Linked DNA regions of Rattus norvegicus: region 1 is linked to region 2. The links are chromatin contacts, called in public Hi-C maps. All regions are on one chromosome and are shown on one strand. The core of a region is the stretch at or near the end of the contact, and the rest is flanking DNA. Distances in the headings are between cores, read along the strand shown. Region 1 holds the start of Ctsf (cathepsin F). Region 2 holds the start of Rce1 (Ras converting CAAX endopeptidase 1).

Region 1 (4,445 bases), core at 585-3,084, 250 kb after region 2:
CTCTCTCTCTCTCTCTCTCTCTCTCTCTCTCTCTCTCTCTCTCTTTGTGTGTGTGTGTGTGTGTGTGTGTGTGTGTGTGTGTGTGTGTGTGTGCACATATGGAGGCCAGAGGACAGCCTAGGATATCATCATCAGGAAAGCCATTCACCTCCTATGAAACAGGTTTTCTCACTAGCCTTGAACTCATTAATTAGGCTACACTGGATGATGAGTGGCCCACGAGCCCCAGGGATCCTCTTGCTTTTACCTCCAGGTAAAAGGATGACAGTGAGTGTCCCATATGTAGCTTTTTTAAAATGTGGGTGCTGGGGATTAAACTTAACTTATCAAGCTTGCAAGGCAAGTAAATGCCTTACCAACTAATACATCCCTTAGCTGGCCTTGGCAGTATATGCCTTTAACCTTAGCACAGTGAGACAGGTGAATCTCTATAAGTTCAAAGCCAGCCTGGTCTACATAGTGAGGCCCTGTTTTGAAGACAAACAAACCAAGAGAACTGTCTGAAAGACTTCAAATAATTCCTTCATACATACTTTGTACACTCTACACAGGTACAAAAGACTCCTGTGTCAAGGCTTATGTTAACAACTTTAGATAAGATACTCCTGGCAGCAGCTCCAGAGTAGTGAGCTGCAGATAATTTCTGCCTCTCCAATCCAAAACCAGTGGATTTTTGTATCCAAGCAGTTTATGGAAGATTCCCCTTTAGTAATAAAAGTCCTCCTTTCCCCTCTCCAGGTGTAACTGAGGCTTACAGAGAATGCACCTTGGTTTATGATTCATTTTTTATTCCCACATACAGTTTTTTTCTGGTCCAATTGATAATATATAATTTAGGCCCTGGGTTCGGTCCCCAGCTCCGAAAAAAAAAAAGAACCAAAAAAAAAATGGTGATAATATATAATTTGCTCATCTAGACACACAAAGCCCTGTACACATCCATCCTTTAAGAATATTCATAACAACCTGTAAAGGTGCAGAGAGGAATCTTATCGTTCACCTCTATGTTCTCCCGGCCGATTCTCTCTCCCCACATACATTTTTACACTTTGGAGATTTTCTTTCACTCTTTGTTTTCAGTTGTGAGGCTGTCCCTTGGCAGCCCTGGAACACAGTGCTTAAGTGATTTAGGGTATGATCCTGTCCATCCCACGGTTCTGTTGATTATATGTATAGATGTCTTTAAGCCTCACAAAGCCAGACTCTTATAGCCTAGGCTCAAGTTCTCAAGTTCAAACCTTGAACTTCCCGTCTTCCTGAATGCTGGAATTATAGACGTGCCTCACCACGCTAGATTTATCCTGTGCTAGCGGATAGTATACAGGGCGTTTGTGAGATCTAGGCAAGCACTGGCCACTGAACTACATACATCCTCTGGTCCCCAGAACCCATAATATTACTGACCATATCGTGAATAACAACAGGGGCCTCAAAGGAGAGATCACACTGTGAAGGCAGGCTCAGGAACCAGTGGGTTGGGTTCAAGTTCAACTCCTATCTGTAACAGCCATCTGTAAGCTTCTTTTTTCTTATCTAAGAAATGGGACAGCACCTACTTCACAGATCTGCCATGGTTAAAGAGATCTGGTTTTTCCTGTGAAAGATAAAAATGGTCGTAGATTCTCATTTTATTCACAACCTAGTGTCCTCTCCCCTCACCACCACCACCGCCCCACCCCGTGGTCCACGTGCCTCGCGTAAATAAGCGAGCGCGCAAGCGCCCGGAATCGGTGCCGATTGGTCGCCCCAGGGTTCCAGGGTTGTAGGGAGACACTCTGTAGCCTCTGAAGGCAGGCTCCGCCTTGGGTCGCTTGATCTGCGAGTTTGTGGGTCAGTGAATCGGGGCGAGCAGCTTCGACCTCGCTATGGCGCTCCTGCTGCAGCTTTTGTGGCTGTTGACGCTGATCGCGACCGTGGTCCTGAGCCCAGTCCCTGCCAAGCCCTGGGCGGATGACGAGCAAGCCTGGAGCCTGTCCTCCCAGGAGCTGCTGGCGCCCGCCCGCTTCGCGCTGGACATGTACAATTACGGCCGTACTGCGGTGACAAGGGCCGTGCTAGGGGCGGTACACGGGCGCGTCCGGCGGGTGAGGACGCGCGGGGAGCGGGAGCGAGGCCTGGGTCCAGGAATGGTGCAAGGACTTTGCCTTAAATTTGGGGTTGATGGCCTGAACGGGGAGGGAAGGACCTATACAGACTAAGACCCAGTAGGGAGGCACAGACGGGCAATGATCTTTTAAGAGGAGCGAGGGGAGATGGCTGTGCCAGCCCCACCTTCTGCTCTGTCCAGGCCGGCCGGGGCTCTCTGTTCTCCCTGGAAGCCACATTAGAGGAGCCACCTTGCAATGATCCCCTGGTGTGCCTGCACCCTGAGACGAAGAAAACAATGGTGAGTGAAGTGGTCGGCTATTGTTGGCCCTAGCTGGCAAGCAATTGGAATGATGGGTTCTGTCGAGTCATCTGTTACCTCTGAGGTACCAGCTAGAGACCAAGATGCTCTGAAAGGGTAGGTGTTTGGGTGCTGGGTGTCTGCTGCTGGCGTCCCCCTCTTTCACCACGTTATGATTGCCTTACACAGCAGCTCTCCTTTGAGGAGCTTCTAGCAACCCTAGTCAGGACCTTGTTCCAAACTGTCCCCAAACTGCCTTCCTTTCCCTCCTTCCCTCCAGCTCTGCAGTTTTGAAGTCCTGGAAGAGCTAAAAGAACACTTGCTGCTGAGGAAGGACTGTAGCCCAGTGAATGCCAAGGTTACAGGTGCTGGGATAGATAGCTCAAGTAGACTGGGATAGCCCAGACCATACCTGACTCAGAATCCAGCCTTGATTACTTCTGTTCCAACCCTATCCAGAGTCTGGGAACGAGACCTTCCGAGCATTCCTTCCAATGTTGGACAAGGATCCCCTGCCCCAGGTGAGGAGCCTGTGTCTAAGAGAGATAATGGCCCCTTACTCCTCTGCTTTGTGCCCCACCCCCTGCCTTTTCTCTCTCTTCCCCCTCACTTCCTCTTCCCGTGGCTACTTCCCTGTCTTGGTCCTCCAGGGTAGAGCTCTCAATTATTGTACTTGGGTCTGGCTGAACTTGTAAGTGAACACCCTTTTGCCTTCCTAGGACTTTTCTGTGAAGATGGCTACACTCTTCAAGGACTTCATGACTACCTATAACCGGACTTACGAATCAAGGGAAGGTAGGCCCCAGCCTTGTCCACATCTGTCCCAGGCAGACTTGGGTTTTTCCTATCATGGCACCTTGATACTGAGGAGATGAAGAACACATGTGATATAAGTTTTTCTCTGCCGGTAAAACGAGGCAAATCAAGCCAGATTGATTATATGAAATGCAGGTTTATTGGGAAGCTGCTCTCTGGTGAGATCACTGACCCCAAGGACTAGGCCATAGGAATCACCATGGGGAGGGGGGTGAGGGAGAAAAAGAGAGAAAGGGCACACACAGAGAGAAGAGAGGAGAGAGTGAGGAGACCAAAATGTCTGGATTATATCAGGATGAGCCTTTGGGGGCAGCCGAGCCTCTGGGGGTAGCCCAGCCCCCGGGCTGGAAAGTTCAGGGTTGGCAACAAGGTATGCCAGGGTAGGGACTGAGGGATGCTGGGAGAACCTGAGGCCAGGACTGCTTTCATATGTAAAATATGCACCCTAGTCCAGGTCCAGGGTCTGAAACCAGACAAAAAGGATCTCATGTCCCTCAAGGACCCCATATCCCTCAGCTCTTCTAGGCAGCCATCTTGCCAAGGAGTGGCCTGTTTCCTTCTTCCCTTTTATCTTCCTAACCAGAAACCATGACTTTCTCTGTTGGATTTCCTCTCTCATGGCCTTTCGGTTACCTCTCCTGGGTAACACCCTTAGGTCTCATTCAGGTTATTGCTTTTATATTCAATAAGTCATTGCTCCAGTTTGAGCCCCCAAAGTTGAGCATGCCTCTCACTTTGTCACTTTGAAGTTTGCTTCCCTCCTGTCTCATTCTACTGGCCCCAGGGATCTATCCTTACAAACAACTTCAGGAACTAAGGCAGTGACTCAGTAAATAAAGCCCTTGCCTTGAAAGTGTGAAGACCTCAGTTCAATCCCCAGAACCCACCAAAGAAGTCCAATATGGTGGGCAGGACTTGTAACCCCAGCAACAGTGAAGAGGGAGAAATAGACTCATCCCAGCTAGCCTAGATTACTTGAGTTCCAAGACAATAAGAGACCATTGTGCTTCAAACAAAAGTGAAAGGCCTCGGGGTTGGGGATTTAGCTCAGTGGTAGAGCGCTTGCCTAACAAGCACAAGGCCCTGGGTTCGGTCCCCAGCTCTGAAAAAAAGAAAAAAGAAAAAAAAAAGTGAAAGGCCTCGAGAAATGACACCAGAGGTTGCTCTGTGGTCTATATACATACACACACACACACACCACATACACCACACTCATACACAACACACAAAGACACACACTCAT
Region 2 (4,156 bases), core at 634-3,133:
CCCTTGGCTGTCCCTGGGCAGCTCTCCAGGCCTCACCTGCAGACAAGAAGATACTTCCCACACTGCTTTGGCGGAAGCGCAGCTGCTCAATAATGTGGTGAAAATGGGCTGGGAGGAAGGTGAAAACCACATCATATTCCTCTGGCTTTCTACCTAGCTGTCCCCCTCACCCAAAGCCCCATTTTTAGCCTTCATGCTGGGAACATTGTTGCTGGACAGGTTAGACTCACCGACTCCAAAAAACAGTGGGCAGGTGAACACAGCAGGGCCCAGACCTGTGCATGGTGCTAGCATGGGCAGCATACAAGCCCGGAACACCAGCTCCTCTGTCAAGGGTGCTATAACTTGGTTTCGTAGCCAGCGCATGTCTGTGAGGCGGCGGGCCCAAGAACGAGGGGCTAGAATAAATATTCAGGATAAGCAATGAGTGCCTAGTTACTAGAGACCCCTAGGACCCTCTCCCACAGATTTTTTTTTCTTTTTCTTTTTTTCGGAGCTGGGGACCGAACCCAGGGCCTTGCGGTTGCTAGGCAAGCGCTCTACCACTGAGCTAAATCCCCAACCCCCCTCTCCCACAGATTTACTCTGACCAAACTCAGTTTGGGAAATCCTGAGAATCAGAATGGGGAAGGGAACAAGCCTTATCAGACCGAATTACAATGTCTTGAGATGACTGACAGTAGTGAGGGAAAGCGGCAGTAGAGGAGGAAGTCAGTCAATTCCAGAGGAACCCAAATTTAACCAATCAAGTACTGTTTTGAGTCTAGAAAGGCCTCCATGAGTATCATAAACTTACAGGGTACCCAGCAATATAATCCATTTTACTGATGAGGAAACACATCCTGAGAGGTGACATCTCACCTCTTCAGTCCAGATCACACCATCTCACTGACTCCTTTCCCCAGTGTTCTGGACTGCCTGTGCCTACCTTTTGCTCAGTCTTGAAGACTCACCCAGGACAACCTTCAGCCCATCTGTCAGGTCACACGGGCAATCCATACAGAGCTGCATCAGTGGACCCAGGAAAAGGATCTGGGGGAGAAAAACATCAAACGAAAGCCGTTATCCAGTGACCTTGCTCACACCTGCGCCCTTGGTCACCCTCATGAGACCTCAGGTTTCCTGAGCTCTAGGATTTCTCAGCCATGCACACCAGGGGCTCAAGGGCCACATCATAATTCCTGTCTGCCATCTGCCAAAAACTGGACACAAGACGGACATGCCATTACACTAGTGACAACAGAGTAGGAAAACTAAAGCAGGACTCACCATAGTTAGCAGCAGGGGCAGCAGAGCTGCTGGAAAAATGCCCTCCAGCCTGAAGCCCATCAAGGTAAGCAGTGATGTGCCTGGCTGAGCCACAGGAAAGGGGGTATCAGTGATGTTCCCTCCCACAAAAATCTGGATTCTTTCCCTAGTTGCCCTGTGCCCCGCCTCCTTCGCACCTGGATGCCAGTGAGTTCCCTCCAGAGCAGCACGCAAAGTGGGGACAAGCTCGATACTACCAGGACACTGGTGAAACGCCGCTTGATAACAGCGGGGTGGTCCCTAAGAAAAGGGACAATAAGTTCCGGGGGGGCCTGTAGCAACCATTTGCCAACGCAGCCCCACCCCCGTCCAGCCCAGGCTCCGCCCGCAGCCCCGCCTCACGAGGGCGCGGATTCCGTCCGCGCGCGCATCCCCCGCACCTGGGCAGCTCGCTCTTCCACACGTAGAGGCTGCCCACGTAGGAGCAGGCGAGGCTGAAGCAGGAGAACACAGACACCCAGCAGCACAGCCCTGGGCCCGGGCTGCTCAACGCGGCTGACTCGGGCTGCCGCTCTGGCCGCGATACCGACAGTAAACGCAGCCCGTCCCCGCCCAGCGCCGCCATCACGCCCAGACCCGTGGCGCGCAGCAGTGACGCGACGGCGCGGGTGACGTCAGGCGGCGGCGCGAGTTGTCCGGTCCTCCGGACGCTCCTCCCCTTGCACTGTAGTTGACACTGTGTGCTTGGAGCAGCTTTATTGAAATATATAACACACGCGTCCCGGGCTTCCTTGCCTTGCTGTGAGTCTCAGGAGCGGGCGCTTAGGACCTGTGTCCCGGACTCAGCCACTCGGACAGGTTGGAGACCTCCTGTAGCCACAAGTCCTGCGGGAGCAGCGGAGGCGGTGGTGAGGGCCCGGCGGCGGTAGCTTAGGCCCGCACCCGCCCTGTGCTCCCTGCGGTACCTCCAGGCCGCCCAGAGGGCTCGCTGCGTCTGCCGCCTGAACTCCGTCGTTGGCCACTTGGGTCTGTGATCCTCTAGCAGTGAGGGAGGCCTCGGTAGGATCGCAGTCGCGCGTGACGGATTCTGGCGGGCTCAGGTCCCTGGCTGGGCCCAGAGTTCGCGATTCTTCCCTGCCCTGGTTGGGGCTGCTCCTCTTGAGCCTCTTGTTTTCTGCTTGCCCGCTAGATTCTAGGAGAAAACAAGCCCATTTCATATTGCTCCGGAAGATTGCCAATGCTACGGAGACTGTTGGGGCAGGGGCATAGTTCTAATTTAACCCTCCCCCTCCATCCTTCCAGATGAAAACATTTCAGTGCCTGACCTTCCTTAGCGCGCCCACGATAGAGGGCATCTAACTTTCCACACAGACTGGGTGATATATATGCCAAGTTACTCTCTGAAACCAAGCTTTCCTTCGGGCAATAAGCAACTAAGTCTCTGTCTGGAATTGTTCTAGGCAGTTGCTACAGAGGCAGCTTTTTGTTGTTGTTTAGACAGACTCTCATGAAACTCAGGGGAGACTTAAACTGATCATCTTGCTTCTTCCAGCCAAGTGCTGGGATCAGACACTCATGAACATGTTGTAGCTCAGTGGTTTTCAACTGTGGGTTGCGTATCAGATGCTTACATTATGGTTCATAACAGTGGCAAAATTACAGTTAAGTAGCAATGAAGATAATTTTATGGTTGGGGACCACCACAACATGAGGCACTGTATTTAAAGGGTGGCAGCATCAGGAAGGTTGGGAACCACCATTAGCTTATCTGTAATAACTTGCGGAAGAACAAACAGGAAGAAGGATCAAACTCAGGGTATTGATAGTCAAGACTCTCACTGAGCTACACCCCCAACCCCTCAGGGGCAAATTTACAGTCTTGCCTTGGCTGGTTCCTCCTGGCAGGGCCCTGGGGATATCAGTGAGTCACCTGTCTCTGGAAAAGCTAATGTGCTCATATTAAGTACAACGCACATCTTTCTCCTGTCATGCAGCTTTACAGTAGGGCTGCTACTGCTCCTCCAAGACCCTCAGTCCCCATGGCTGAAGTGGAATGGGATAGTTGGATCACTCCAGACCATGAATTTTATTTCTCTGGTTTCAGTCCAGGACTTACCCCAAAAGCTAGAGACTTACCTGCAGGGAACTCTAGACCAATATTCTTGTGCTGGTCTTTGGTGTTCTGGGCTGAAATCTTTTTCTCTGGAGTCAGGTGCTTTAACAATTAGAAAGTCCAAGTGAATTTTCAGAAGTCTGTGTCTTAGTGAGACATGTGGTTTGGTTTATAGGGACGTTCTTCACCTGGAACTCCCTCATTCTCCTAACTCATCAGTCTCTACTTGGCCCCCAACTTTCAAAGCACCCCCCTTCTGTCCCAGCATATCTCTCTGTTCTCCCCCGAACCTCGGGCTCTGAAGCATGGCACTATTCATCATTTTATGTGTTTATTTCCATCTTTCTACTCAAGATTTATTATGTATATCTGAGTAACTGTGTGAATTACATGTCTACAAGAGAGGTGGTCAGATCCCCTGTAATTGGAGTTACACTTTTACAAGCTTCTTGGTGTGATTACTGGGAACCAAACCAATAGCAGCATGGCCCCTCTTACACACAGCCATTTCTCCAGTCCCTTTTTAGTTAGTCCTGGCTGTCTGGAACTCAATATGTAATGTAGACCAGGCTGGGCTTGAACTTGCAGAGATATTCCTCACCTTGCCTCCTGAGTGCTAGGATTAAAGGCACACACCACAATGTCTGGCCATGTCTTATTTTAAAGTAAAAATCCTTGGGACAGGGTCTCATGTATCCCAGAGCTGACCTTTAATGTCTGACAATCTGTCCTCTTTATACATAGTTAGAATACATCTTCAAAAAAAATGAAAGCAGTGCTTGCATTGCTCAAAAA

Evidence for each region. Hi-C and Micro-C count contacts between places; a contact is called where the count stands out from the background.
Region 1: a Hi-C map of hepatocytes shows a contact between it and region 2, with 2.5 times the contacts expected there. The contact joins the promoter of Ctsf here to the promoter of Rce1 in region 2. A contact is called at or near these places in 9 of 12 Hi-C or Micro-C datasets (the A7r5 cell line, Schwann cells, frontal cortex and 5 more).

Annotation. Positions count from the first base shown.
Region 1 is chr1:211,580,335-211,584,779 of GRCr8, forward strand. Ctsf (cathepsin F) reads left to right here and starts at 1,835. Exons shown (of 14, transcript NM_001034110.1): 1 at 1,835-2,084; 2 at 2,288-2,386; 3 at 2,667-2,751; 4 at 2,846-2,907; 5 at 3,106-3,181. The coding sequence starts at 1,866.
Region 2 is chr1:211,329,986-211,334,141 of GRCr8, forward strand. It overlaps Rce1 (Ras converting CAAX endopeptidase 1), which reads right to left and starts at 1,884. Exons shown (of 8, transcript NM_001100585.1): 1 at 1,689-1,884; 2 at 1,446-1,548; 3 at 1,270-1,353; 4 at 954-1,032; 5 at 231-398; 6 at 37-108. The coding sequence starts at 1,873. It overlaps Top6bl (TOP6B like initiator of meiotic double strand breaks), which reads right to left. Exons shown (of 15, transcript NM_001426986.1): 14 at 3,385-3,463; 15 at 1,988-2,440. The coding sequence ends at 2,091.